Linked DNA regions of Mus musculus: all the other regions are linked to region 1. A link is a contact called in public HiChIP or PLAC-seq and promoter capture Hi-C data. All regions are on one chromosome and are shown on one strand. Each heading gives the region's core, a stretch centred on a gene start, on an enhancer-like site or on the middle of the called end of the contact. The rest is flanking DNA. Distances are from core to core; before and after follow the strand shown. Region 1 holds the start of Klhl25 (kelch-like 25). Region 2 has its middle 62 kb from the start of Sv2b. Region 3 has its middle 42 kb from the start of Gm46017. Region 4 overlaps Akap13 (A kinase (PRKA) anchor protein 13). Region 5 overlaps Akap13 (A kinase (PRKA) anchor protein 13). Region 6 overlaps Akap13 (A kinase (PRKA) anchor protein 13).

What was found. Promoter capture Hi-C pulls out the DNA fragments that hold promoters and counts their contacts. HiChIP or PLAC-seq counts read pairs in DNA pulled down with a chosen protein or histone mark.
Region 2: a contact with region 1 is called in an H3K4me3 HiChIP or PLAC-seq map of bone marrow-derived macrophages, with 6 times the contacts expected there. The contact joins the enhancer-like site here to the promoter of Klhl25 in region 1. A contact is called at or near these places in 9 of 39 promoter capture datasets (the 3T3-L1 cell line, the C10 cell line, the HPC-7 cell line and 4 more), 3 of 15 datasets of contacts at CTCF or cohesin (the NIH/3T3 cell line, large pre-B cells and pro-B cells), 3 of 484 Hi-C or Micro-C datasets (CD4 T cells, LSK cells and cardiomyocytes), 19 of 115 datasets of contacts at active chromatin or transcription factors (the 230-238 cell line, the SCID.adh cell line, T-cell acute lymphoblastic leukemia and 15 more) and 1 of 9 other capture datasets (adipose tissue).
Region 3: an H3K4me3 HiChIP or PLAC-seq map of bone marrow-derived macrophages shows a contact between it and region 1, with 3 times the contacts expected there. The contact joins the enhancer-like site here to the promoter of Klhl25 in region 1. A contact is called at or near these places in 4 of 39 promoter capture datasets (the C10 cell line, cranial neural crest, hippocampal neurons and 1 more), 1 of 15 datasets of contacts at CTCF or cohesin (large pre-B cells), 2 of 484 Hi-C or Micro-C datasets (CD4 T cells and CD8 T cells), 5 of 115 datasets of contacts at active chromatin or transcription factors (the 230-238 cell line, bone marrow-derived macrophages, embryonic limb bud and 2 more) and 1 of 9 other capture datasets (macrophages).
Region 4: an H3K4me3 HiChIP or PLAC-seq map of bone marrow-derived macrophages shows a contact between it and region 1, with 3 times the contacts expected there. The contact joins the enhancer-like site here to the promoter of Klhl25 in region 1. A contact is called at or near these places in 3 of 39 promoter capture datasets (the C10 cell line and pre-B cells), 3 of 484 Hi-C or Micro-C datasets (liver and muscle stem cells) and 5 of 115 datasets of contacts at active chromatin or transcription factors (the 230-238 cell line, bone marrow-derived macrophages, large pre-B cells and 1 more).
Region 5: a contact with region 1 is called in an H3K4me3 HiChIP or PLAC-seq map of bone marrow-derived macrophages, with 2.3 times the contacts expected there. The contact joins the enhancer-like site here to the promoter of Klhl25 in region 1. A contact is called at or near these places in 2 of 39 promoter capture datasets (hematopoietic stem and progenitor cells and pre-B cells), 1 of 15 datasets of contacts at CTCF or cohesin (the NIH/3T3 cell line), 2 of 484 Hi-C or Micro-C datasets (myeloid progenitors and pre-B cells), 2 of 115 datasets of contacts at active chromatin or transcription factors (bone marrow-derived macrophages and large pre-B cells) and 1 of 9 other capture datasets (liver).
Region 6: a contact with region 1 is called in a promoter capture Hi-C map of pre-B cells, with 3 times the contacts expected there. The contact joins the enhancer-like site here to the promoter of Klhl25 in region 1. A contact is called at or near these places in 4 of 39 promoter capture datasets (the 3T3-L1 cell line, cranial neural crest, hematopoietic stem and progenitor cells and 1 more), 1 of 15 datasets of contacts at CTCF or cohesin (the NIH/3T3 cell line), 4 of 484 Hi-C or Micro-C datasets (group 2 innate lymphoid cells, myeloid progenitors, pre-B cells and 1 more), 5 of 115 datasets of contacts at active chromatin or transcription factors (bone marrow-derived macrophages, effector CD8 T cells, large pre-B cells and 2 more) and 1 of 9 other capture datasets (liver).

What each region holds. Positions count from the first base shown.
Region 1 is chr7:75,847,023-75,849,742 of GRCm38.p6, forward strand. It overlaps Klhl25 (kelch-like 25), which reads left to right and starts at 1,316. Exons shown (of 3, transcript NM_001122780.1): 1 at 1,316-1,451. It overlaps Gm51489 (a long non-coding RNA gene), which reads left to right. Exons shown (of 3, transcript XR_003946804.1): 3 at 578-690.
Region 2 is chr7:75,369,733-75,372,452 of GRCm38.p6, forward strand. No RefSeq gene overlaps it. Among named protein-coding and RNA genes, the nearest start is that of Sv2b, 62 kb to the left of the region's middle. Within about 2 kb of position 1,374, at least 148 of the 459 cell types and tissues checked have an H3K27ac peak or open chromatin away from gene starts, as enhancers often do. A contact at or near this core is called in the 230-238 cell line, the HPC-7 cell line, LSK cells and 10 more, where this site is marked.
Region 3 is chr7:75,393,738-75,396,457 of GRCm38.p6, forward strand. No RefSeq gene overlaps it. Among named protein-coding and RNA genes, the nearest start is that of Gm46017, 42 kb to the right of the region's middle. Within about 2 kb of position 1,339, at least 11 of the 459 cell types and tissues checked have an H3K27ac peak or open chromatin away from gene starts, as enhancers often do. A contact at or near this core is called in bone marrow-derived macrophages, where this site is marked.
Region 4 is chr7:75,471,147-75,473,866 of GRCm38.p6, forward strand. All of the region lies in intron 1 of Akap13 (A kinase (PRKA) anchor protein 13), which reads left to right. Among named protein-coding and RNA genes, the nearest start is that of Akap13, 17 kb to the left of the region's middle. Within about 2 kb of position 1,400, at least 25 of the 459 cell types and tissues checked have an H3K27ac peak or open chromatin away from gene starts, as enhancers often do. A contact at or near this core is called in the 230-238 cell line, bone marrow-derived macrophages, liver and 1 more, where this site is marked.
Region 5 is chr7:75,549,831-75,552,550 of GRCm38.p6, forward strand. The region is part of intron 2 of Akap13 (A kinase (PRKA) anchor protein 13); the gene reads left to right. Among named protein-coding and RNA genes, the nearest start is that of Akap13, 96 kb to the left of the region's middle. Within about 2 kb of position 1,346, at least 10 of the 459 cell types and tissues checked have an H3K27ac peak or open chromatin away from gene starts, as enhancers often do. A contact at or near this core is called in bone marrow-derived macrophages, where this site is marked.
Region 6 is chr7:75,567,124-75,569,843 of GRCm38.p6, forward strand. The region is part of intron 2 of Akap13 (A kinase (PRKA) anchor protein 13); the gene reads left to right. Among named protein-coding and RNA genes, the nearest start is that of Akap13, 110 kb to the left of the region's middle. Within about 2 kb of position 1,353, at least 19 of the 459 cell types and tissues checked have an H3K27ac peak or open chromatin away from gene starts, as enhancers often do. A contact at or near this core is called in pre-B cells and pro-B cells, where this site is marked.

The DNA.
Region 1 (2,720 bases), core at 66-2,565:
TCATGTGGTTGTTGGGAATTGAATTTTTAGAGTCTCTGCTCGCTCCGGCCCAAAGATTTATTATTATACATAAGTACACTGTAGCTGACTTCAGACGCACCAGAAGAGGGCGTTCTCATTACAGGTGGTTGTGAGCGCCACTCCCCAGCTCATCTAGTAACTCTTAAATGAACTAATGGATGCGTTGGGCAAGTGTGATGTCTACTCTTGATCCTCAACTTGATTATATCTGGAGTAGCTAAAACCCAAGCAGCTGGGCTCACCTGTGAGGGATTTTTTCCTGGTTGGATCATTTGAGATAGGAAGACCCTTTTTTTTTTTTTTTTGAGCCAATTTCATTCTTTTTTTTTTTTCCATTTTTTATTAGGTATTTAGCTCATTTACATTTCCAATGCTATACCAAAAGTCCCCCATATCCACCCACCCCCGAAGACCCACCCTAAATCTGGGCACCTTCTAGCGGCAGCCTGGAAAAAGGACCTGGAAGAAGCAAGCTTTTGCTCTTTGTCTGCCCTTAAGTTTCACAGGTAGGGTCATTCTTTCATTGTATTATAGCCAACTTCTTCTGAATTCCAAGGTATACTGAAGACCAGCTGAAGCATCCAGCCTCGTGGACTGACAGTTGGACTCTCAGACGTTATATCCGGAGACAGCCATTGTTGGGCTACCCCGGCCACAGCCTGAAAGTTACTCTAATAAATTCCATATGTGTGTTGTATGTATGTATGTATGTATGTATGTATGTATAGATATAGATTTACTCTATCAGTTTTGTACCGCTGAGAGTTCTAATAGTGAAGGATATTTGAAGGGTTAAAAAAAAGTTTAGGAAGAAATTTCCACCGGCTTGACAGAACAGCTGAAGCTTAAAGTCCTCTCCCTTGAAATCTGGGAATTCCCAGTATAGACAGGGATTCGTGTCTGTAGAAATTCCCTCGCATCGAAACTAGCCGGGAGGGAAAAAGGATTTCCTTAACATAGGAGCGATTAGATTGCTGGTCTTTAAAAAGATCAACAACGGCTGTGATTCGGTAACAGAAAGAAGAATGCGTGTGATCGACAAAGACCTTCCTTAAGAGAAGCTCTAGAACAGGTCGTGTTGCTTTCTCCCAACTCTGGCCACCAGAACAGAAAGGCAATGGCCTGTCCCTTTAAGAATCTGGTGGCAGTCGCTTTCCTCTCCCCGCCCCGCCTTCCGCGGCACCGATGGCCTGGACGACCGTCCCTTTCTTCTCACGCGACTGTATTACGGGTCAGTCGACCCATCCGTCACAGAGGCGCGGTTTATGATTGGTTGCTGCGCTTCGGGCCGCGAGGCGGGGCGGGAAGGCCGGAGAAACTAGTTTGTTGGCAGCGCCCGTGCGGTTCGGCTACGGGATCGCGGCCGGGACTGGTGAGCCGGCCGGGGGCGGCGGCAGCGGCGGGGACTGCAGAGCCTGTGGGGCCGCACGGTGAGGATCAGGTCGGAACTTGTCACCGGGACAGCGAGCGATCCTGCTCGAGGATCGCCGGGCAGGGCGTAGGACCGCAGGCCCAGTTCACTGGGTCGGGGAAGTGGGTGCTGACCTGGGAGCGCCCCTCGATCGAGCTTGGGGACCCCGTACTGTTATGTTCAGAGCTCCCGCCAAGGGAATGAATTGTTTTCCAAACGGATGTTACGCGCAGGAGCGGCTACCCTCTCCCGGGAGTGTTTGATTCATTGAGTCCGCTGATTCTCTTTTTTAAAAAAATTACTATTGATCCTAGAAAGAGGAAACTGCTTGTCTTCGAGGATGCGAACCGTGCAGCTTTGTGCACACACCTAGCCAAGGTCCCCGCGACTTGCTTGTACCTAGCCAGGGCCGAGGGGTTAAACCAGGGAAGAGTAGACAGCAGGGCCTGGCCGTGTGGCCCGCAGCATAGGGTCCTTCCTGTCTGGAAAGTTGTCTATCAAGGGAGAGTGGTGACACTCCCGGAGCCATACGCCCCTACCTACCCAGGTGGTGGCCGATCTGGCAGGGCCGTAGCAAGTAGTCCACCCCCCCCTCCCCCCGCCATCCCATTCCCCTCCTCCCATGCGTTGCCCTGGCGCGAGAATTCCGCTGTGGTCTGCAAATCCCCACTGGACTAGTCTCCTTCATAGCTGTATTAGAAGCTTTTTCCTACTCGGGAATTGTGCCTACTGGGGCACCAGACACTTGGGTGCAAGTGCCTCAAGGACCTCAAAGTGGATTCTCACAGTCTTACTTTTTTTTCTTTTTTTCCTCTCCCGGTTTTAGTCTTGTTATAAACGTCAGGCCAGCCTTGAGCATGAAATCTCTGGTCCCAGTCTCCTGAGAGCTGGGTTTATAAGCAAGTGCCACCTTACCAATCTGGGAGACTTTCTAGAGACTCGAGCACAGGAAGTTGGGGGGAGGGGCGGACTCTCGGGGGCTTTGTAGTTCATCTGTACTTTGGGGAGACCAGAGGCCAAGTTGCTTTGGCCAAGGTTCATTGGGCACTAGTTCTCCCTCCATGCTCAGGGCAGGACAAGGTATGCCAGATGTCTGGGCTCTTCACCCCTGGAGTAAGACGGGGAGGGAGGGGCACTTGGCACCTGACCCTCTAGTTTGCTGAGCCTCTTTCATAAGCGGCACAGTTATGCTGGGAGGACTTTTTATGGGTGTTGCTGAAAGCTTGTGTCAGGGGACAGAGGAGGGAGGACCCACGGTGCTCTTATCCTACAGTAGATTTGGTCCCTC
Region 2 (2,720 bases), core at 124-2,623, 480 kb before region 1:
CAGTACCAAGTGTGAGTATTTGCATGACTTGAAGTTAAGTGAGAAAAGGTTAGTGTGCTGGCTTCCTTGCCTTTACTAAGTATGTTAACAAAAATGGCAGTGGCTGCAGATGAGCACCATTCTGTTTGCAACGGGCAGTAGTTAATGCTGAGACTCCTAACCAATCAAGTGACTTTTGAGCACTCACCCCTAAATGGAACATCTATATCACCCTTCCAAAGCTCATGAAACATTAAGGAAGACGGAGCAGAGATAATGTAAGAGCTACAGCCTGAAGGTGGGAGCGGGGTGCTATGAAATCCATGCTGTCTTCTGCACATAATTGCGGTACCTATGAAGTCCTGGCAACTGTGGCTATCTGCACAAGACAGGGCCCACTAACATTCCCTGTGGGTGGTGGGCGAGCTCATGAGGCCCCACCTCTCCCTGAGGAGCGATGGGCAGTAATGATTGCAGGGGTAGAAGTCACATTCCTCAGTGGTGTGGACAGTGGCAAGTTGTCCTTGCTCAAGCTAATAACTCCCCCAACCTTTCTCATTAAAGCAACCAAACTTAAACGCAGTAAGGAACAACCATGTTAAAACTTAAAAAGACATGGAAGTAGGAAGGGCACTTGCTGGGAAGAAGGGTGTTAACAAGAGGGTCAGGGAGAGAAGATAGGAAAACTGGGGAGGAGTTGGGAACATGGCTCGGGGAACACTGGCCTCAGAGACAGTGCTGGTGGTGCACACCCATGCAGGCAAAACACTCATACGTATGAAATAAAAATAGTAAGTGACTTTTTAAATGTCTCTCATTGTCCTGGCATTGACCTTGAAAGGCGTGTGGGAAATTGTGCTGCTAGGTCCACCCTACGCACCCCTACTCCCTGCCATCTGAGGGCTGAGGATCTTGGACCACAGCCTTCCTTCGTGCACTGAACAGCAGCTTGACTCACCTCTCTGGGACTCTTCCTTGCTTTTATTTTCTGCAATGCTTTGTGAGAAAAGTGTGTACCCCAGTGTCAAGGAAGCTTCTGGTGGGGCTCCGCTGCCAGCTCGTGGCTCCACTTCCTCAATCTCTGCGCTTCTGTTTCTCTTTTTTTTTTTTTAAACTCAAACCTGTGTGCTTCTGTGTCATTTATAAAATACTGTTTAAAATGTTTCAAGTGTAGCAACAGCTGCTACTATAAGGCTGTTACATTTAAAAAATACTAGGAACTATGTTAATCTTTGAAAACCCCAGAAGATCTGCTGGGAAAGGAAGGCAGGATGGTGTAAAGCCTGCCTCTCCAGCCTTTTCAGCGTATTGCTGTTGGATATATCACTGTCAGGGGCTTGCGACAAGCTCTTCCCTGGTTCTCCATGCTGTAGAGTGCCTGCCCCAGCAGATGGCAGAAGAGAACTGAGATGATGGAGAAGAAACCTGCCCAGGCGATTCACTCAGTCTGTGCTCTGAACACAGAACATCCTCATTCTAGTATATAATCTGAAACAGCCCTGCATAGTGATGTCATAGATTTACTAAATCGTATAAACACAGATGGGTCTGGAAGGTCTGTCAGTGACCGCTACAGTGAAATCAGTCTCTCCAGGGTTCCGGACACAGAAATGCCTACCCCAGTGTCCTCTGCCCGTAACCCCAGCTACTGTTCCCTCCTACCCTACCCTCCTTGTTAGGGTGACTAACTCGGTTTAATTTTCATGTCTCAAAGTAGATACCCAAAGGAAAACTACCTCTGATGGGACATGAAAGATTGAATTGGTATTTGCTTTCTTTTTTATTATATTTACCTCTCTCTCTCTTTCTCTCTCTCTCTCTCTCTCTCTCTCTCTCTCTGTGTGTGTGTGTGTGTGTGTGTGTGTGTGTGTGTGTGTGTTTCAAAGAAGCTAGAGTTACCTGCACAAAACCAAGCCAGTCACTAAGTACATGAATCCAAGAATGGGGTGGGCTCAGGCCCAGCACTAGCTGAGGAGATTTTGACAACTAAGGTAAGGGTTGTTACAGAAAGAGAAGTCATTTTTCCTCTGGCCCTTGCTGGGTTGCCCATATGCATACTGGTAAGACTAACTGGACTCAGTAGATTATTTAAAAGAAGGAGGAGGGGGAGGAGGAGGAGGAAGGGAAGGAGGAAGAAGAGTAGAGGGACATAAAGGGGAAGGACACGTGTGGGGGACTCTGGAGAAAGGAGTGGGGAGCAGGGCTATTATCAGACACATTGTCTAAATTATGAAATTGTCAAAGAACAAATAAAAATATATTTTTAATGAAACCACAGTCCCCGGATCTTGGCCCCTTGCTATCTATATCTGTGTGGAAGACATTTGGTCGGTTAAATCACCATCCGACTTGAAGGACTGGGCCAGGACGGGGGCACAGTTAGGAAGGAAGAGGAGGAGATGCAGCTGCTGTGAGAGTCACAGCCCTGTCTGCTGATTAGAGGATGTGGCTTTCTCACATGGACTCGCACAGCAGACAGGCTGCATGTGGTTTCCCAGGCCCACATGCTCTCTCTGCCCTTAAACAGGCTACCTCCTGGGGGCCCTCAGAGTCATCTACACCACGAACTGACAACATATGGGGCTTCTGTGAGGATTCCATGAGATCACAGATGGAAAGGGACCAGGCATGCAGTGACTCTGACTCCCATGCAACTGGGTGACAGGTGCAGGAAGATGTCATCGTTTTAGAATAACCATTAATCCAATTATTTTCTTTCCAATAATATGTAAAATATATAG
Region 3 (2,720 bases), core at 89-2,588, 450 kb before region 1:
GACTACTGGGACCCAAACCTTATGATTTTATTCCATCCTATTTTTAATATTTATTCATTTCTTTGTTTTACATATATTGCAGGAGTGTATGTATGCACATCGTGTGTGTGGGAGCCAGCAGAGGTCAGAAAAGGAGTTGGATCCTCGGAAACTGAAGATCCAGGTGATTGTGAGCTGCCTATCGCTAGGAACCAGACTTAGGTCTTCTGCAAGAGCAGCCAATGCTATTAACTGCTGAGCCATCTCTCCAATCCTGTGTTATTTGGATGGAGTCTGAAGAGTATCTGAAAATTTGCATCTGTGAGAGACTCTCGGGTGATACTGTTAGTCTCTGAGCATGCTCTAGAACCCACTGGAGGGTTAGAGATAGCACAGGAGTTATGTGCTTGCTATGAAAAAATCATGACCAGAGACCCCATCCTCAAATGAGAATGGCAGCTGGGGGCTGGAAAGATGGCTCAGTGGTTAAGAGCACTGACTGCTCTTCCAGAGGTCTGGAGTTCAATTCCCATCAACCACATGGTGGCTCATCTGTAATGGGATCTGATGCACTCTTCTGGTGTGTGTCTGAAGGCAGCTATAGCACTCATATACATAAAATAAATAAATAAATCTTAAACGAGAGGGGGGGCGGAATGGCAGCCTTCCTGTATTTCCAGCCTTGGAAATGTGGAGACAGAGTCCCCAGAGCAAGCTGGTTAATGATATTAGCCATATCCGAGAACTCTAGATTTGAGTGAGAGACAATGACCCATTGAATAAGGTGAAAGAGCAATTGAGGATAATTTCACAGCCTAACACACACACTCATGCACATACAATCACGCATATACACTCACACACACATTCACATACTCTCTCACACACTCACACATATACACACATACATACATTCATGCATACATACATACACTCACACACACATACACACTCATTCTCTCTCTCTCTCTCTCTCTCTCTCTCTCTCTCTCACACACACACACACACACACACACACACAGGACTGAGAGGTTAAAAAATAAATTAACAGTGCTTCCCTAATGAGTCAGCACAACCGGAAGTCAATCCTTTGACTTACTGTTCTAATTTCACAGCAGGGATGAAATCCACTCTAGCTCCTGAAGAATTGTAACATAGACACACATAGTTGCAAACACACACACTCATAAAAAGAGCTTTTTAGAAACATCAAGTTATGTTTTTTAATCTTTCTGAAATTCATACCATTGTAGTTTTAAATAGAAAACATGAAAGTTAAATTTGGTTCGAGGAGTAAGCCAACATTACACATATCTACTTTTAGAATGTGAAGTAATAACCCTCAAGGCATTAAGAGAGTTTGTGGCTATTTGCCCAACACTGATATTAAAGAGAGCACAAATCTAGACTTACTATTTGGGCTTTACCATCCTGTCAGTTGTCATCTGATTTCTGCTTTTATTGGTCCCACCTCAAGTTGTTCCGCATCGCCTCTTCTTTGCTGCTTTGTCTCTGCTACAGATTTTAAAATCCATAATAGATAGGAAACAAAACTAACAAAACTAAACTCATTGAAGGCCTGGATGCCCCGCCCAGAGATCAAGTGTGGACAAGGGGCTGGTTTTTCTAATTTCATATCTGACAAACTGCCAGCTGGTGCTCCCGGTGCTGGGCCAGGGACCTCACTAAGAATGAATGGAATTTCCCGATGAGTCTCTTCACAGGCGGTATCTTCTTCCTTCATCCACATTCTCCCCTCAGTGGGTGTAGTTCGGAGGTTTCCATGTCTACCTTCACTCAATTCTCCCAGCTTTTTACTACTTCCTTCTAAACACATTTCAAATTCTGCAATTATCCAGGTAATCAGTTAGGGCTGTAGTCTCCACCCTGACAGACAAGCAGGCCATTAACTTATTAGATGAGTAAATAGTAAAAATAGTAACTATCCAGCCCAGAGCAGCAGATCCCACCTGAAATTCCCTCATCTGGGAGGTGGAAACAGGGAGACCAGGAGCTCAGGGTTATCCACACCTACAGAGGAAGTTTGAGGCCAGCCTGAACTACAGGAGAGCCTGTCTCAAAACAAACAAACAAAAACAGCGCAGAGCAAAAAGGGTGTGTAAATACTCGTCAGTGATTAAACACTGCCTATAAATCAAATACAATTCAGATACATTTCATTTTTTATCTTATTTAACTTTCACATTTGTACATCTAGAAATGAAGAGCTCAGGCATGTTCTAAGTTGGAACGAGGGTAAATGGTCTCACTCCTCCAAGGTCATGTTTGCTAAGTGGTGTAGCTGAGTTTCAAGTAGAGCCAAACTATTATTTCACTAGTCTATGACTACTGTCCCACTGAAAGCAAGATGAACAGTGAGGTGTAAGGGAATATGGCAATCTGTGGTTAATTTAAAACAAACAAACAAACAAACAAAGCAAGCAAACAAATAAACAGCCCACAACAAACATACTGGCACCCACCTGCCAGTTCTTCTTAGAACCATTTTCAACCCATTGTCTCTGGTAGCCAACACTAATATTAGAGGAAGCATAAGTTACAAACCTGCATATATCTTTGCCTCATTTATTTGTGAATTTCATTTGCTCCAGCGCTCGGGAGGCAGAGGCAGGCAGATTTCTGAGTTCGAGGCCAGCCTGGTCTACAAAGTGAGTTCCAGGACAGCCAGGGCTACACAGAGAAACCCTGTCTCGAAAAACAAAAAAAAAAAAAGAAAGAAA
Region 4 (2,720 bases), core at 150-2,649, 380 kb before region 1:
TTTTTTTCCTTTTTAAAAAAAGACCTTTAAAGTTATTTATGAATATGTGTCTGTGTGTGTAAGTGATGGGTAGATACCTGTGGAGGCTAGAAGAGGACATAAGTGACACTGAAGTCAGAATTAAGGTGACGGAGCTGCCTGATGTGGGTGCTGGGGACTGAACTGTGGTACCAAGGAATAACAGTAAGACTATCTCTCCAGCTCCGTCTTTATCATTTTTAAGCGTGGAATTTAGTAGCATTAGTTATTTTCATGTTGTTGTATACCTATTACCACCGCCTATAAGTTTTCATCCTGCAGGATCCAAACTACCCTTTAAACTATAAATGCCTGTTTTTATCCCCCAGCCACTGGCAAATAGCAATTCTTTTTTCTGTCTCTATGAATTTTGCTACTCCAGCTTGTAGGGTTTGTCTTCTTGTAGCTGGCTTAATTCCCTTGTGTGATGTCTTTAAGATTCATTTATGTTGTTCGCGTGTGTTAGAATTTACTTCTTTTCTAAGGCAGAATTGCATTCATTGTGTTGTATATACACTACGTTGCTTCTCTCTATTGGCCGTTGTAAGCAAGCTGTATGAGCACAGGGGTGCAAAATCTCTTTAAGCCTTTGCTTTCAACTCTATGGTGAATATGCCTACAATACTTGAGTTACATACTCGGGGAAAAATAATGCCAGTTAACACTAATGCCTCTTGTGTGCATGTGTGAGTATGTGTACCTGTGGCATTCAGAAGAGGGCATCGGATCCTGTGAGCCTGAAATTATTTATGGTCAGTTTTGAACCACTGGTTATATGGGTGTGTGGATGCTGAGAACTTCAGTAAGAACAATTTGTACTTATAACAGCTGAGCCATCTCCACTAACATCCCTGGTAAAAGAGTAGACATTAATTTGTTAAATCTCAACTTTAAAGCACGTATTTAGAAACGTGACCAAGGAGTTATGCTTAAAAGTCTCTGAAAATATTTTGGTTGTGTTGTGGAAAAACTGTTGTATGGTTTTCTTTCTAGACAACCATGCTTCTTTTCTGTTTCCTACTCTTTAATGCACATCCATTTTGACTTGAAAGGCAAACTGATAGGCTGTTATTTGTTATTTAGAAGGTAGTTATTTGGCACACACTCTCCCAGGCTCTTCTCCCTCTGAATTTTACTTCATTGTTGGCAGAATTGGGGATTGCTCTCCAAGTCTCATGCATGCTAGATAGTGGGAGTGGAAGAGAAGCTATCTTAGCCTTTGAAAGGCAGGAACAGGTAAAATTCTTTTTTAAACTTTATTTTTTTAGTGTGGCTTAATTCAACCTTTGTTCCTAGATTTTTTTTCTATAATTCACACTGTGACCTGAAGCCATAGTCAGCACTGCTGTGGCCGTTGCGTAATTGGTACTTGCATTTGTATTATGTAAATAAGCTTTGACTAGAGCAAATTTAAACTGTTGTAAACATTGTCTATTCATTCCTACAACTGTATTTTGTGGTAGAATTGAATTACTAATTCTGTGAAGGTGTTTTTTTAAAATAAGGGACAAAAATGGAAGCGCTTAGGAGTAGTTGCCCAGTAAAGTCATTGAAAGGAATATGATTGCTGTGTTCATTTTTAATTTTTCTTCTCTAAAGCTGGCAATAGCTTTTTTCTTACGGCACTGCCTTCAGAATTGTCTCTGTGCACATAGAAATGAATTGAGGAAGTAGAGATGATGATGTATTGAATGACAGTGGAGAAAAGTCCTGTTACTATAAATGGACAGAACAGATCCTTCTGTCTGTTCATCCGTCCGTACATCCTTTCTTCCTTCCCCTCCCTCCCCCTTCCTTCTCTCCCTCTGTCCCTCCCTCCCTTCTTTTTATATAACCTAGAGTTAGGGAGCCAGTTGGCAGACTGCATATTTTATTAACTGTTATGTAGAAATTGTCTTGATGTGAATACATTTCTAAGATGAATAGTTAATTTGTTCTTGTTGCTTTTACAAAGTCTCTTTGAACAAATGATATGGATGATTCCCTAATTCTGAAGAAAAAACTGATGGCATATGCCCAAGGCGTTTTGTTCTCTTAGCCTTGCCACCATATGTGGCTAAAATGGTCTACTGGAGGAGAATTGGGCTTTCTGTCTTCAACAGTTGATCAGGGCTTTTATGGGGGCTGGCAGGATGGAGTTGATGGTGTTAGAGCCCAAAACCACTTAGGCATGCACTTCTACCACTGAACCCCCACTGTACCCTCCTTTTAATTAAAGTAGGGTCTTTTGTATCTTATGCTGGCTTTCAACTCACTGTGTAATAGAGGGTAAGCCTTGAACTTTTGCTCCTCTGAGGGCTGGCGTTAAAGCCATGCTCCTCCACACTGGTGTGTGTGGTTGGTCTTAGGTATTTGGAATTGAACCCAGGTCTTGTACATGCCAGCCAAGCTTAGTTACCCAGCCCTGGTCTTGAACTCTTTATCCTCCTCCTCTGTGTCTTCATTGCTGTTGACAATAGATACATACCACCATGGGTTTCCAACTGTATTTGCTGCCTTATAATGTGGAAGGAAGACTTAAGTGTACTCCAGAATTACACTGATTTTGTGAGCTAGTTTGGTTGTATTTTCTAGAGTTAATTTTTTTTTAATTGAACTCTCAGATTGGGTTGGTAAATCAATTCTAGAAATGGACGATCTTTTCTTTAGTCTGAGGAATTATGGAGAGAAATGTTCTTTTCTCCTGTGAGTATGTTGTTCAT
Region 5 (2,720 bases), core at 96-2,595, 300 kb before region 1:
CCTTAAAAGGGTGATGAGTTTTTAGCCCTGAGCCAGCACGGCGAAGGCACTACAACATTAAGGTAATTCTCAGAATGCATCTTCTGCATTTCCAGGTGCTTTTTCTGTATTAGAACAATATTCTTTACTGGTTTCTGAAGTGTTCTAGTGGGCTCTGAGTCTTCTGTGGTTAATGCTATTTTTAGCTGTAACTCTAGAGGAGACTGCTGTGCCAAAACACTCTCCCAGATGGTTTATATTGGATGTTGGCAATTTGATAAAATGACCAGAACACATTTAAGGAGGAGAAAGTAGGGGTGTATTTCTCATATTCTTCTGTTACAAATTGCCTTTTTATGCCTCTGAGGCTGCCTGTTTACTTTTCAGCTGTGGGGCCATAGAGAGAGTCTCTATCAACTCTTTTCGGAAACACACAGACACCCCTCCGACAGAGTAAATGCCTTTAAAAGTACCAGTCACACATGAGAGAGAAATTCTTTTCCAAGACAGGTTCCAAAGCAGCACATGGGTTAATAATCATTATCTACCATATGTTTGGGATAAGACTCTTATTTATTAGATTTTCAAGGGGAAGAGCCATTTCAGTTGCAAAACAGATTCCCAGAACCCCAACAAATATGGTTTATTATGTTACCCTCTCTGTCTTTTTCCCCTGGTACCAATGTTTTTGAATGAATAGCTTCTTAGATGAGACAGAAAACATCCTGATAATTGACAGGTATTATATGAAAAGAATAGCCAACACTAGATGCCTTTTCTCATTTAAGTTGTGAAAAACAAGACTGAATCTAGTGATTTTAGCTGTTTTTATTAGACTAATCCACAAGCTACTAGTGTCTGCTTAAAAAAAAAACAAAAGCAAACAAACAAACAAAAAAAAAAAGGAAAACTCTCTCAAATGTTATTTCCAGTTGGGGAAAGGTACTATGGGCTTGCATTTAATATACATTGCCTCATATGCTCTTCACAGTAAGCATATAGGATTTGGCTAATGTTTCCATTTTATATCCTGGCAAGTGCGAGTTTAAAAGTCCGCCAGCCAGCCTCCCCAGTGGACTTGTGTTCAGGTCTTAGATAGGCTCAGAAGACCTGGTCCATTTGATCTGTATCTGGGTGTTGAGGTGGAATGACTTAGGGCTTCCACATTGGATCTTTTCCCACTTTGGATTTGTTTTCAGCCTCCTAACAATGTGCACTTTGTCCATTGGATTGATGTGCTTGTCCGTGATAGTTAGAATAGATTTCCATCTAAATGCCATTAGAATCCTCATTTGGTAGCGCCTATGCAGATACTATGTTCAGAGAGAGGAACTTGTTTAAAAAAAAAAAAAGAGGAACCACTTAAAAAAAATTCCTAAATGCAGTTTGCGTAAGACAAATTTGGGAAGAACCATAGAACTAGGTTACCTGTACTTAAATGTTCTCAGTAGGAAAGAGGACCAATTTGTTAGTGATTCCCCTTCCCACTCCCACTCCTGTTCCTGGGAAACATGTTTCCATACCGGAACTAAAAGAATCTTGACTCACTTTACAGTTAGGCTACATTTTGTACCCTGAGCCTTGTTAGCATTCTGACCTCTTAAGTGGATTATCTGTTGTAACAGTATATTTCTGGTAGGCCTTGCTTCAGTGTTTCACTGTCTGGGGCACTGGCCAGCCAGATCTGAGAATTATATTTAAATAACAGTACTTTGTGAATAGTTTCAGAAGGTATAAGGAAATCAACTGTTGCTCCATGGTATGGTTTTATAAAGGCAAATACTATTTCTGTTCCATCTGTTGGACTTTCTAACCGGTTTCCAGTGGTTTGAGCTTTACATTTTATTTTCTTGGCTTTGTTAGAACTAACAAAGATGCTTTTTGGTGACTATTTAAAGGATACATTTTATAATAGCTTTGTGTTTCCTAAGCTTTCAGATAACAATGAGGGGAGTTAAATTTTCCATTTAGCATTTGAAGAGGAGTCTTGCTGGGCACTGGAAATTAAAACATAATGTTCTGTATGCTTAATTCACTTAAGTGGGTATTATGAAGTACTTGTTACATGAATGGGAGCTTTGGACTGAATTCTTTGATTGGGAGACAGAGGCTCAAATACATGACTGACTGGTAAAGTACTACAAGCAGTAGCTTGTTCTAGACAGACAGCAGGAGGAGATGCTGCAGAACTGATGGGGACCCTCAGAAAGGATAGCTTCGAGAACACCCCACTTCAGACGTGTAAATGTTGGGCTTGGGGCCAGCAAACCAGAATCCTGTAATCCTGGTGCCTACTAAAATCTAGTCATGAACCAACTGGACAAGAAGGTTAGTTTTAAAAGCCCCTGATGAAGCCGGGCGGTGGTGGCTCACGCCTTTAATCCCAGCACTTGGGAGGCAGAGGCAGGTGGATTTCTGAGTTTGAGGCCAGCCTGATCTACAAAGTGAGTTCCAGGAAAGCCAGGGCTATACAGAGAAACCCTGTCTCGAACAAACAAACAAACAAACAAACAAACAAAAAAAAAACCAAAGCAAACAAACAAAAAAAGCCCCTGATGAATTAAATCAGAGCAGTTTGGGTTGGTTAATGTCTTCCAACATGGCTGATAAAGCAACCCATCACATATAAACAAAAAATGGTTATGTAGATTGTTATTTCAAAAGGACAAGTGCCTAACTTCTCTTTAAGGCCAGCTTTCTGAGTAGACTGTTAATAGATTTTGAAGTCACTGTTAAGGTGC
Region 6 (2,720 bases), core at 103-2,602, 280 kb before region 1:
TCCCCCAAGTTATTCCTGCTTATTGAAGAAAGGTCCTAGGTGACTAGTATTTTGTGGAATAGAGTCTTTGCCAAGGTCTTGTAGAGAGGCAATCTTTGGTATGGAAAAAGAACACATATTCTTGGAGTTCTGGTGGAGAGTCAGAGTTAAAACAGTTTTTATCTAAATCATAAGGTAATTCTTGCATTGCTACTACTACAGTAACTTCTGTATAAGTAAGTAAAAGATGTGGGCAACTGAGACGTCCCACCATTTATAATTCTTTAGTTTTTTTTAAATCCTTATATTAAAAACCCATTTTTATGGATAATTAAGCAGTTTTTTTAATCACTATACATTTTTATTTGGGAGATCATCTATGCTTATAAGATAATGCCTAATATAGACTACCTTTCTCATTAGTTATTGTGAAATTATGGCCCTAAAAATGATCAAACTCAAGTATACACTTCTCATTAATGAAGAGAGGGAAATTTTTGTCTTTGTAAGGGCTGCACTGTTTCTTAGGCTTATGTTGCTGGAGATTGATGGCATAGGTGCAGTCTTTTCTTGTTGTTGGGTCTGACTAAAATAGTAATTGAGAATATCTTGACCATTATTTTTGTTATTCAGCTCATCTGTGTAGTTAGCAGTGTGGCAGACTTGTTAGCTGTTCAACCAGACTCGTCAACCTGTGTATTCTGAGAGTTGGGCCTAGTTTTGAACAACAGAGTGATCGATCAGAGCTTCTCTCACAGAGAGTAGAGATCAAGTAACCAGTCACCTGGATAAAAGTTCTGACGGAGATCTGAGACTCTTCTCCTACATACAACCAAGCCCGCGTGCTTGATCTTTCAGAGTCATCTCCAGTAACACTAGGTAACTCGTGAACTTCCATAAAATAGGAGTTCTATGCACCTGGGAAATGTGGAGTGTGTTTGCTCTCTGTTACTATTAGAGGGAATCAACTACATTTAGTTCCAAGTGCCTTTGGAACTCAGCCTTTGAATTGCCTTGAGGTTAGTAAAGCTTTGTTCTCTTCTCTTGGGTATAGGTTAAAAGTATGAAAACAATTCAGAATTTAGTAATTTTGTATTAATGCTTTGTTAAAAGGATGTCAGTTGCTTTTGTCAGCCACCTCTTGCCCTCATTGAAAGGAAGCCCCAAATTAACTAGTAAGGGCACAGACAGAACCTCAGCAAGAAGACCCTCCTCATGTGAGAGAAGTTCTGGGGTCTGAAAAGAAGGATTCTGTCTTAGAGTGCCAGTTTAGAAATCTAAGTTAGAAATTTCAGTTAGAAATGCGAGTGGACTTCCTCTCGTGTGAAGGTGTAGGCAAGCGTGTAAGTGTGGATGAATGGGCACAGCTGTGGCATGGAGTTACGTAACAAAGCAAGCTAGAGGCAGAGGGTGTGGGCCATAGGTCTTAGTTTCCAGCACATGAAGGAAAAGATGAAACTTCTCTGGTTTTATTTGTAGAACATGAGGGGTCTTCAGTACCTACAGAGAATGGACTGTTCTCATTGTGCCTCAGACATTCAAGCTGATTGGCTCATACTAAAGGATGACATTTCTCTGGTTTAAGCCTTTTAAAATCATTTCCAGAGAACGGCGTGTATGTAAGGCCAAACTACAATTTGGAGTAGTGATCAAAACTAATGATAATTCATTTCTGACCATAATAGCTCTGTGTTATGGTGCTTTGGAGTGTTCCAGTTATAGCCAAATAAGTTATGGCTTATTTGGGGTTATGGTTCATTCTGACTTATGTGTCGAATTCGGTGGACTTGAGCACTGGGTATAAAATAAAAACAACATTTATGCTCCAGGAAACACTTTGAACTCAGTCTATAAAGTCAACATGCTCTTAACATTTATTAAACTTAACCTTAGGTTTGATGATATAATTTTAAGTTTTCAGCATATATCAAAATGCTGCCTTCTCTACTGATTCTGGGTTTAGTAATGTGGCCACAGGGTGGCATGATTCCCTTACATACCTTGTTGTTGATTAAAATGAAAAAGATGAAGACATACAAATTAAATGATAATTCTTTCCCCAATTTTATGTTAAAATGTCCAGGTTTTTTTTTCCTAAATTGATGTTTCTGTACTTCATTATTAAGATTTGAAGAATATTAAATCTCAGTACCCTAAGCTTTGATGTGTTAAAGGTTTTTTCCCTGTTCTTGTTAGCTTATGGTTATAGCACAAATTATGTTTATATTTGAGAAGAATGCTAATTAGGGCTGCATGTCACAGTGTATATTTAACTACAAGCTTTAGCTTTTTTTTTTAAAGCCAACTTATAAAAACTGATAGAGTATTTGAAACTGGCAGACAAAGATGTTTGTCATCCTCAATAGTTGTGAAGTTGTTTGCATAGTTACTGGCATGACACTTACCTCGTTTTAAAGGCTTCCTGGAAGGCTGAGTGAAGGAGGAGAACAGGGATGTCAGATGATCGAGAGGCACAGGCTATTCAAAGTGACCTTTTATTTAAATAGATGGGAAGTCCACTCTGCTCATGAGTTTCATATAGCAACTCTAAAGGCAGAAGGGTTGTTTCCATTTATACAAGTCCAGGAAAGTTAAGTTTGATGGATCTAAGTCAATCTTTGTAGGTGGAGTTTGAATGCACACGTTACCATTTCAAAGCAGATCTATATACCCTCACCTTTGTTGGGAAATGGATAGACTTAGTAGTAATTTATGAGATGTAAAATTTAGCAGGCTCCCAA